2 separate regions of the Zea mays genome follow, and region 2 is linked to region 1. Evidence: chromatin contacts called from public Hi-C data. All regions are on one chromosome and are shown on one strand. Each heading gives the region's core, a stretch centred on a gene start, on an enhancer-like site or on the middle of the called end of the contact. The rest is flanking DNA. Distances are from core to core; before and after follow the strand shown. Region 1 holds the start of LOC103653384 (endo-1,3(4)-beta-D-glucanase-like). Region 2 holds the start of LOC103653389 (xyloglucan endotransglucosylase/hydrolase protein 24).

Region 1 (4,626 bases), core at 1,757-4,256:
ACCTCGGTAAAAATACCAGCATCATCCACGAGAGTTTACATCTCTACCTTGCTCTTTAGCTTCCGCATTTACATTAAGCATTGAAGTTTCAATCTTGTCTTTATACTTAAATTGTTGAGGATTGAAACTTAGACATTGCGGTAGAGATAGCAACACTTAAACAAAACCTAGTTTGCACATTCTAGTTTGATTATTTGCATAGGTTTTTATTTAGGGATTTATTTGGGGCCTAGTTTAGAGAAAGTTTTAGAAGTCCTAATTCATCCCTCCCCCTCTTAGGTGTCACTTGTTTCATTCAGACATTTAGAGCTTGTTCATGAATACATAACAACAATGTGGTTGTGTTTTTCAGTTTTTGATGAGCATGTTCACTGGAGCAAAAGGCTAAACCTTTGAAGAGATGCCAGGTGCAAACTAACCAAGATCTACATGGCACTTTGCTTGAAGCATCCATTCTTTTGTGAATGATTTTGTAAAGTGTTTGCAAACATGTGCAAAACACACTAGATGTAGTTTTTTTGTGAAAAAACATGTGCAAAGTCCATTGATTTTTTGTTTATGTGATATGTGGATTAGTCATTGTGGAAAACTAATTAATTATGTATGTTTATCTGATTATGTGTATAAAAAGCTATGATTTGTGGTGCTTTTGTGTATATATCGGATATGTCGTTGTTAAATGCTAATTGACTATTTATTATTGGTAATAACAACTGTCAGTACCACAACTTTCTGTTGGTTGCTAAATATACGATATCAACAACAGACGATCGATTACTAAAAAGATGTCGGTCGCTAAAACTTTTAGCGACGTCACTTGCAAAAACCATCCGTATAGATCGCTCTGACCAACCGAATGCGTTTTTAGCAACCAACCTAGGTCGTCGTAAATGAAGCGTCATGTAGTGCGATGGCTTTTCAAAACCATGAGTTGTGTGGCTCTAGGTAGCGACGATAGATTTCATAGTTTAGAAGGGTTTGATCATTGATGTTCGTACAAGCTAGTACCGATACAAAGAGCCGTGGCTCTGCTTGTATCCACGCGCGCGTAGGTGGAGACGACAAAGAGCCGGTTCAGTTGGCCCAGTCCAGCCCAGATACAAGCGCACTAGGCTTCCTGGCCCGTTAGCCATTTCCACGACTTGGCCCAGCGTCACCTGAGGCGCGTGGAGATGGACTGACAGACAGAGTCAGGCGCGGTTTGAAGCAAACAGGAGGGGTATACCCCTACTGAACTTTATTGCGATCATAAAAAGCAAAAAAAAGAATACAGAGAGTTTGAAGAGACAAAAAATGAAGGAAATTACAGTAGTAGAGGTCTTAGCCATGACAAATCAATCTGGGGAGCCATGAATCGAAACAAAATATCACAGCACTGCAGTGGTTTATTGAATTCAGTCTGGTGGGTGCAGTGCAGGCTTCATTCAGTTGAGGTGCTTGTTGAACCAGCTGACCATGTAGGCGAGGGCCGTCTCTGCGGTCTTGACGGCGAAAGGGTCGGTGGTGTTGTACCTGCAGGCGAACCCGTGCTCGACTCCCTGGAAGATCTTGGCGTAGTAGGGAACCTGTGTGTGCCACCACCACTAGAATAATGAGCTGGCCGGTATCCGATCCACACAGTGTCATTGCAATCAGTCGTAGCTTGGAGCTCACCTCGTGTCTTTCACGCAGCACATGCACGAACCGATACACTTCTTTCGGCGGCGTGGTCGTGTCGTTCTGGGCCCCCAGGATCTCGATCGGCCATTTCACCTCTGTTTCGATTTCGAACCAACACATGCGGTGAGGCTAGTGACGCAGCATAGAAGAAGAGGAGGAGCACACTGCACTGCACTGCACCTTTCATGTCGTCGGCAGTGACGCTGTACGGGTGCGAAAGGCACACAGCTTTGACGTCGCTGGTCTTCCCCACCTCCACGCTCAGCTTCCCTGCCAAGTGCCATGCCAGTGAAGAGGAAGCAGCAGCAACAAGGCCGGATGTGAGAAACAGAACGCTCTATGTGTTGCCTGAACTAAATGGAGGAGTTGGAGTGTTCGTTTCAGTTGGCGTGGATGTCACATACCTCCCCAGCAGTAGCCTCCCACCGCGACGGACTTCCCTTCCTTCTTCAAAGCGGCGAACAGTGGCTTAGCGTCTTCCGCAGCTTTCACCTGTAAAGATCGATAGGATCCCCAACCAACCAATCAATTTTGCTTGCAGTAGTTTCTTGCGATGCGACGCGACGCGAAGAAGAAAAAAAAAAGATGATGGCGATATATATATATATTGATAGGGACAGAGTAACGAAAAGTGCATAGAACAGACCGGAGAGTGAGCCTCGAGCCATTCCGTGAAGTTTTTCTTGTCGTCTAAGTAGTCTCCCTTCAAGAAATCGGGCACGACGACGAAGTACCCTGCCTTGGCGACCTTGTCTGCTATCTGTCTGCGTTATTGAACACCAACCACAGATTTCAGCTAAATCAAGGATGGAATACATATGCTCTGTCTGTTACAAGTCTCCTAAAACTGGGGTACGCCGGAGAAGGAGGAGGAGCAGGAATCGAACGGATGCAGCTATGTACCTGAGCAATGGCGCCTCGTACCCTGCATGCCAGGAATAATCGATTAGAGGGAGAAAGAAAGGAGAGCTTGCTGTCCAAATTTTATTTTTTAAAAAAAAAAGTATGCCCAAACGACTAGAGAGAACTGCGAGAGCGTGTGGTACGGACCGAAGACGTCGGAGGCGAGGACGACGGCGCGGCTCGAGCTCGCGGCGCCGCTGACGTAGGCCCTGAGGCCACCAGGGAGGTCGTGGACGACCTCGCCGGCCTCGGCCAGCTGGCGGCCGTGGATGGACCGGTCTGGCGGGTTGTCCAGGCACTGCGAGTGCGCCTCGGCGGTGGTGGCCGCCGCCGCCGCGAGCACGGCGGCGAGGCAGAGCAGAACCTGCGCGGAAGAAGGCATGGCGCTTGCCGCTTGGAGAGTTGGACGACCTGATGCAGTGGAACAAGAATAATGGTTGTGGGATGTGTTGTGGCTGCCGCATCCCGGCGTTGCGTGCGATATAAATAACACAGGGGCAGCGGGTAGGTTTGGTGGGGAGGGAGCACCGGAGCAGGGAAGAGACATGGCGCATCACGCATCACGCGGTTTAAATTTTGTTATGGACAATGCCATGTGGGCGCGCCAATCAGCACATGGCAGGAGCAAGCAACTGGTGCGCGCACGCTTTAGAGCCGCACCAGCTTTTTTTAATAAAAAAATTGATTAAGAAACGTATCTAAATACTACTTTAGTTTTCGAATATTTATCGTCTGTCAATTTATTATGTGAACTAAACAGCGACAAATAAAAAATAACGTAGGGAGTAGCTAGCTTGATGTGGATGTGCTTGTGGAATGCGGATTACGGATTGGAGCAGAACCTCTACGAATAGGAGAGAGATATTTCAAACAGCACCGCCTATACTTGCTGGTAATTAAACAAACTTTATAAAATATTCCGTCAGTATCAAACATAGTTCTTTGTAGCCTATTTTTTTCGTCCACATTCAATTAAATGATAATGAATATATATACATATGTGAAAACTACATTAATATGTTACTTAATGATAATATGATTAATCTAAAACGAATTAAATTTTGGTATATTTTGGTATGGAGGGAGTACAAAACAGCAGAGGAAAGGAAATGCAAATCATTACCGTTTGACCCTATAGGCAATGATGCCACGAGGGGCACGTGCACGGGCAAAGCCATGATTTAAGTACAGGAGGGACAAATCAAATTGAAGGGGGTTGTTGAGAGGTATTTTACATTGTTAACATGGGATTAGCTGGTAAAATTAGTGGCTCTTATAGAATTAGGAGAGTATTATGGGGACATTGCCCCCCTCTGCCCTCCGTGGCGTTGCCCTTGGGCACGTGTGCAGCAGTGCAACTACCTTCAACATCCAACCTGGTACACGGTGGCAGCACAAAAATATACATGTTTAATGAACTTTCATTGTTTCGAATGCTCCAAGACATATGTCCTAGAATGAGAAAATTCGCTACGGTTTCAGGATGAGAGGTGTAAGGATCTGGTACGTCTAGAAGGGACTGAATAGGCTACCTATAAAAATTCATCTCAAGAAAATGTTAACTCCCTGAACGACACTACTGCTCTAAGCCTGGCAGTACCGGATAACCTTAAAACTCAAACTGATGTCAAACTTTTGCAAATTCTAACAAAATATATAACTAACTTATACCTTGAATATGAAGCTAAAACTAGAGAAGCACAGGAAGCAGAGAGCACGTCCTAGAAAGATGTTCAAGTACGAACTACTAAACCCTAACAACTCAAGTAAACATTTCAGATCAGCACACATTGACATATATTTTATCTCGTGGTTCAGCTTGCCACAAAGACCCGCCTACCTTCATGTTGTTGAGGAGAGCCACAAAGGCAAAGTGGTCATACATCCTTCCTCAGTCTCAAACCAAGATCTCTCACTCTTAGTATGGGAGCGTTTTTCACTATAAATGAGGTGACTTACAGAAATCCAAGGCTACAACAACACTTGAGCTCGTGGAGGATGTTACACGTCGGTTAGAAGCAAGCTCCAAGAATCAAGAGGTGAATGCCAGTCTTGAGAAACTCC
Region 2 (4,386 bases), core at 1,120-3,619, 540 kb before region 1:
ATTGAAACAAAACCCAATTACTGAATTTAATACTTTGTATTTTGTGATTTATGTATGATTAAGATATTGTTTTTGTTAAAATAGTGGACTGTGGGATGAGGGCAATACATCTTTCGGTGGCATTAGATATTTAGGGGGTGTTTGGTTCCACCCAATTAAAGTTTAGTCTCTGTCATGAATGATAAATACAGGTATTAAATAGTCTAATTATAAAACTAATTACACATATAAAGATTAAAAAACAAGACAAGTTTATTAAACCTAATTAAGCCTATATTTAGTACTTATAATTGATATTCGAACATTTACGTGACGCGAACTACTTTAGTCAAGAGAATCAAACACCCCTTAGAGCTAGTTTAGAAACTTAAATCTCCTCTGTGGTTTCCGGGGACTGAGGGGGATCTAATTTCCTTCTCAATCTCTGAGAATCAATCTCTGAGAATCCTGAAGGGGATTTAAGTTTTCAAACTAACTCTTAGTTCTAATATTGAATCTCTTAATGCTCTAGCCAAGAGATACGCTATTTACCAGACTTTGGCTATACTTATGGAAGGCAGACAGATTAAGGATAAACGCGCCATATATTCCTGGGCAGATTTTTGAAGAGGCTGCAAATGATTGCTTGATATGTCTACTTTGTCCAATATAATGCTAGCATGTTTCATTTTTTCTTAATGCTATGAGAAATTTGTATTCTTTTTTTTCCTTTCACATTATGTTTTTTCTACAGGACATTGTTTGATGTGTATAATTTATTTTTACATTGTTGCATTGCATGGCAACAGTTTCTTAGAATTATATTTTCAATGCAGGAAGCAGATCGATGGTATCCTACAAATGTGAAGACGAAATCCTACGAGTGCGAGCTCTACTATATGTATAAATTGTGATGCACATCTTGTTTAAATGTTCTGATAACGCTATTCTACCCCTTGGTGCTAACAGATGTTCCTTGTCTTGCCTTACCCTGTTTCCTGTAAACTGTAAATATAATAGTGAAGAAAATGTCTACTTGACTGTAAAATATATTTTCATTTGCAGTCTTGTTTCCTGTAAAAACGGTTCACATTCTCTTAAGGGTACCGTAGAAAATTCCTTATATAATTAAAAGAATGTTGCCGAATCACTCAATAATCACCCCCAACACAACTCTAACATCCTCTCGATCGTTCTTCAGTTGCTGAAGCACACACTTCGCAGCTAATTAATGTACCTGGCACTCCCTCGGGAGGCCGTTCTTGTACCTCCTGGAGTCGGTGCAGTAATCGTATATCTTGTTACTGGAGTCCACCTGCGCCAGCTGCTGCTTCCGCGACTCGTCCAGCTGCTGGTCGAACCAGCCGGAGCCTGGGAGGCACAGAGGGGAGGCCATGAACGAGTTGCACGAGATGGCCCTGTAGTTCCGGAAGTACGCCGTGAAGGGCGCCTGCGACCAGTCGGTCTTGACCCGGCCGCCCTGCGTAGCCCACTCGTCGGCGTTCCAGATGGTGGCGTACACCCTCATCGGGTAGTAGTACGGGTACGGGGCGCCGTCTATCTGGTTGTTCTTGATCTGCCGGTACAGCTTGTCGTCCACAAGGAACCTGCATGCAGCTCAGAAATCAGAATATATATATACAGTCATTATATGATATATTGCATGGATAAATCTGAGACTTATTAGAGAAAGGGAGCTTACAAGATCCAATCTTTGTTCCAGATGATGGTGTACTTGTGGTAATCCTGAGTGGGGTCGAAGTCGAACTTGTACTGCTTCTCTCTGGCGCCCTGTCCTCTGGCGTACATGTTGGTGTGCATGGTGTAGGGTTGGCCACTGCTGTTGCCCAGGAACTCGATGTCGATCTCGTCGTGGAACTGCCACGGGTTCTCGGTTATCATCTGTACACGCGTCACCAGATCAATCACGGCACAAGCTAGTAGCGGTGGTGTGGCTATACGGCAAGAACAGTTTATCTGTTCAATTATTTCATCATCCTCAGAGATGTATATATATGCTTACATAGAACGTGGTAACGGTGCCGGCCGAGTTCCCAGGGACGAGCTTGATCTCGATGTCAACCCTGCAGAACTGGCACGTCTTCTTGGAGCGGAACGCGGAGCTCGTCGAGCGGTCAAGAGCCAGCGCGATGGCCTGCTGGCCGCTGCCGTCGGTGACGACCTTCGCGTTGCCCCACATTATCTCGAGGTCGTCGGTCATGTTGCCGGCGACATGGTGCTGGGTGATACTGATGGCTAGGGTGACGTAGATAGCCGCCAGGGAGGCTAGGAGCTGATGAGCCCTACTAGCCTGCCCCATGGCTGTGAGTTGCTGAGTGGGTAGTGTGTGAGGACGCTTTCGTTTGATCCAAGTGATGCTAATAACTTATATATATAGCTTCAGATCGAGAGGAGGAGGAAGTAGAGATTAGGGTCCTGTGTAGCGCAAACAAGATCTAGCTAACCTAGCTGGGACCTGGGACTGGGATAGCTATAGCATAGCTACTTTGATTATTCTCTTAAGATCTAAGAAAAATTTGAGAGAATCGCCATCTAGCTAGTTGGTGAGTAAGTGGGTGTATATAAAAAAGTTTATCATGATTTCAATTAAAGCGAGAGAGATCATGAGAGTTGACTAATTGGTTCGAGGGATCTTATGCATGGAGCACCAATCTGTGAGCCGCCCCATGCACTGTGTGGCTTCTGACAGACGTAGTAGTAGTTGATTCTTCAGCAAGTTGAATACTTGAGGACGATTATGTGCGGATCAGTCGACAAGTTCTGAGACGAAACCTTATTCTGAGAAGAGGGTTTAATTTCAGCCAGCGTCGTCGTTGTGGCCAGTTTGCCTTGGTTCTTCGATCGGCGTGCAGATCCGCGCGCGGAGAGTCAAATATGTGCTCTGAAGTTTCACCGCAGAATTCAGACATCCAAGTTTCTAGCTGATTTACGTTTGTGCGTGTCTCCAGTGTTCAGTGCTACCTTTTCTTTTTGATGGCATGGTCTAAAACTACTAGCTCGTACTGAAATGGCACGAGCACGAGACATTCTAGCTGGCCTTGAGACGATGCATGCTCCTGTTAATGCTTGAAATAAGTTACTCTTTGTTTTACATGCATGCATTACCGAAAATAACTTCTTTACCGAGTGTCTGAAGCACTCGGCAAAGCTAGAAAAACGCTCGGCGAAGACTTTATCGAGTGTGACACTCGGCAAAGAAAGCTCAGCGAACTGTACATCGGCAACGACTTCTCGAATACTTTTTACTGAGTGTCAACCGGTACTCGGCAAAGAAAAGTCACCGTCACGACGACGGGTAACGGCGACGGAGCCTGTGCCGAGTGTCCACTGTACCGACACTCGGCAAAGAGTTCCCCTTTGTCGAGCGTATTAGGTGACCCCTTTGCCGAGTGTACGCCTGTCGGCGTTTCGACCCCGGGGGTCCCTGGACCGACGAGTAAATTATCGCCGCGTGTCCCAGCCCAGATGGGTCGGCGCGAGACAGAGCACGAAGGGGGGGGGGGGGGGTGAGAAACAGCAAAAGGGGAAACCCGCGGTCTTCGTGTTGCCCTGCGTCCAGGTCGGGTGCGCTTGCAGTAGGGGGTTACAAGCGTCCACGTGGGAGAGTGAGAGAGAGACTGTCCGCCAGCCCATTCTCCCGCGCGGCCAACCTTCTCGTACGAGAGCCCTGGACCTTCCTTTTATAGGCGTAAGGAGAGGGCCCAGGTGTACAATGGGGGGGTGTAGCAGTGTGCTAACGTGTCTAGCAGAGAGGAGCTAGAGCCCTAAGTACATGCCGTCGTGGCAGCCGGAGAGGTTTTGGCGCCCTGTTCATGTGATGTCGTGGCCGTCGGAGGAGTGCTTGAGCCTTGTGGAAGTACAGCTGTCGAGGCTGTCGGATCCTTGCTGACGTCTCCTTGCTTCCGTAAGGGGCTGAGAGCCGCCGTCGTCATGGAGCACGCGGGGTGCCATCATTACTTGTTTACCGGGGCGAGCCAGATGGGACGCCGGTCTTGTTCCCCGTAGCCTGAGCTAGCTAGGGGTAGGGTAATGATGGCCTTCCCTGTGACGTGGCGGGTCCGAGCCTGAGGTCGGGCGAGGCGGAGTTCGTCTTCCGATGTCGAGGCTGAGTCCGACCCCTGGGGTCGGGCGAGGCGGAGTCCGTCTTCCAGGGTCGAGGCTGAGTCCGAGCCCTGGGGTCGGGCGAGGCGGAGTTCGTCTTCCGAGGCCGAGGCTGAGTCCGAGCCCTGGGGTCGGGCGAGGCGGAGTTCGTCTTCCGAGGCCGAGGCTGAGTCCGAGCCCTGAGGTCGGGCGAGGCGGAGTTCGTCTTCCGAGGCCGAGGCTGAGTCCGAGCCCTGGGGTCGGGCGAGGCAGAGTCCGTCTTCCGGGGTCGAGGCTGAGTCCGAG

What was found. Hi-C and Micro-C count contacts between places; a contact is called where the count stands out from the background.
Region 2: a contact with region 1 is called in a Hi-C map of ear, with 5 times the contacts expected there. The contact joins the promoter of LOC103653389 here to the promoter of LOC103653384 in region 1. A contact is called at or near these places in 2 of 25 Hi-C or Micro-C datasets (ear and tassel).

What each region holds. Positions count from the first base shown.
Region 1 is chr4:73,076,838-73,081,463 of Zm-B73-REFERENCE-NAM-5.0, reverse strand. LOC103653384 (endo-1,3(4)-beta-D-glucanase-like) reads right to left here and starts at 3,006. Exons shown (of 7, transcript NM_001301451.2): 1 at 2,710-3,006; 2 at 2,563-2,584; 3 at 2,306-2,423; 4 at 2,064-2,151; 5 at 1,840-1,929; 6 at 1,654-1,754; 7 at 1,201-1,565. The coding sequence starts at 2,944. The coding sequence ends at 1,425.
Region 2 is chr4:73,617,792-73,622,177 of Zm-B73-REFERENCE-NAM-5.0, reverse strand. It overlaps LOC103653389 (xyloglucan endotransglucosylase/hydrolase protein 24), which reads right to left and starts at 2,369. Exons shown (of 3, transcript XM_008680309.3): 1 at 2,003-2,369; 2 at 1,682-1,881; 3 at 1,011-1,586. The coding sequence starts at 2,299. The coding sequence ends at 1,208. It also overlaps a transcript of LOC100277574 not described here.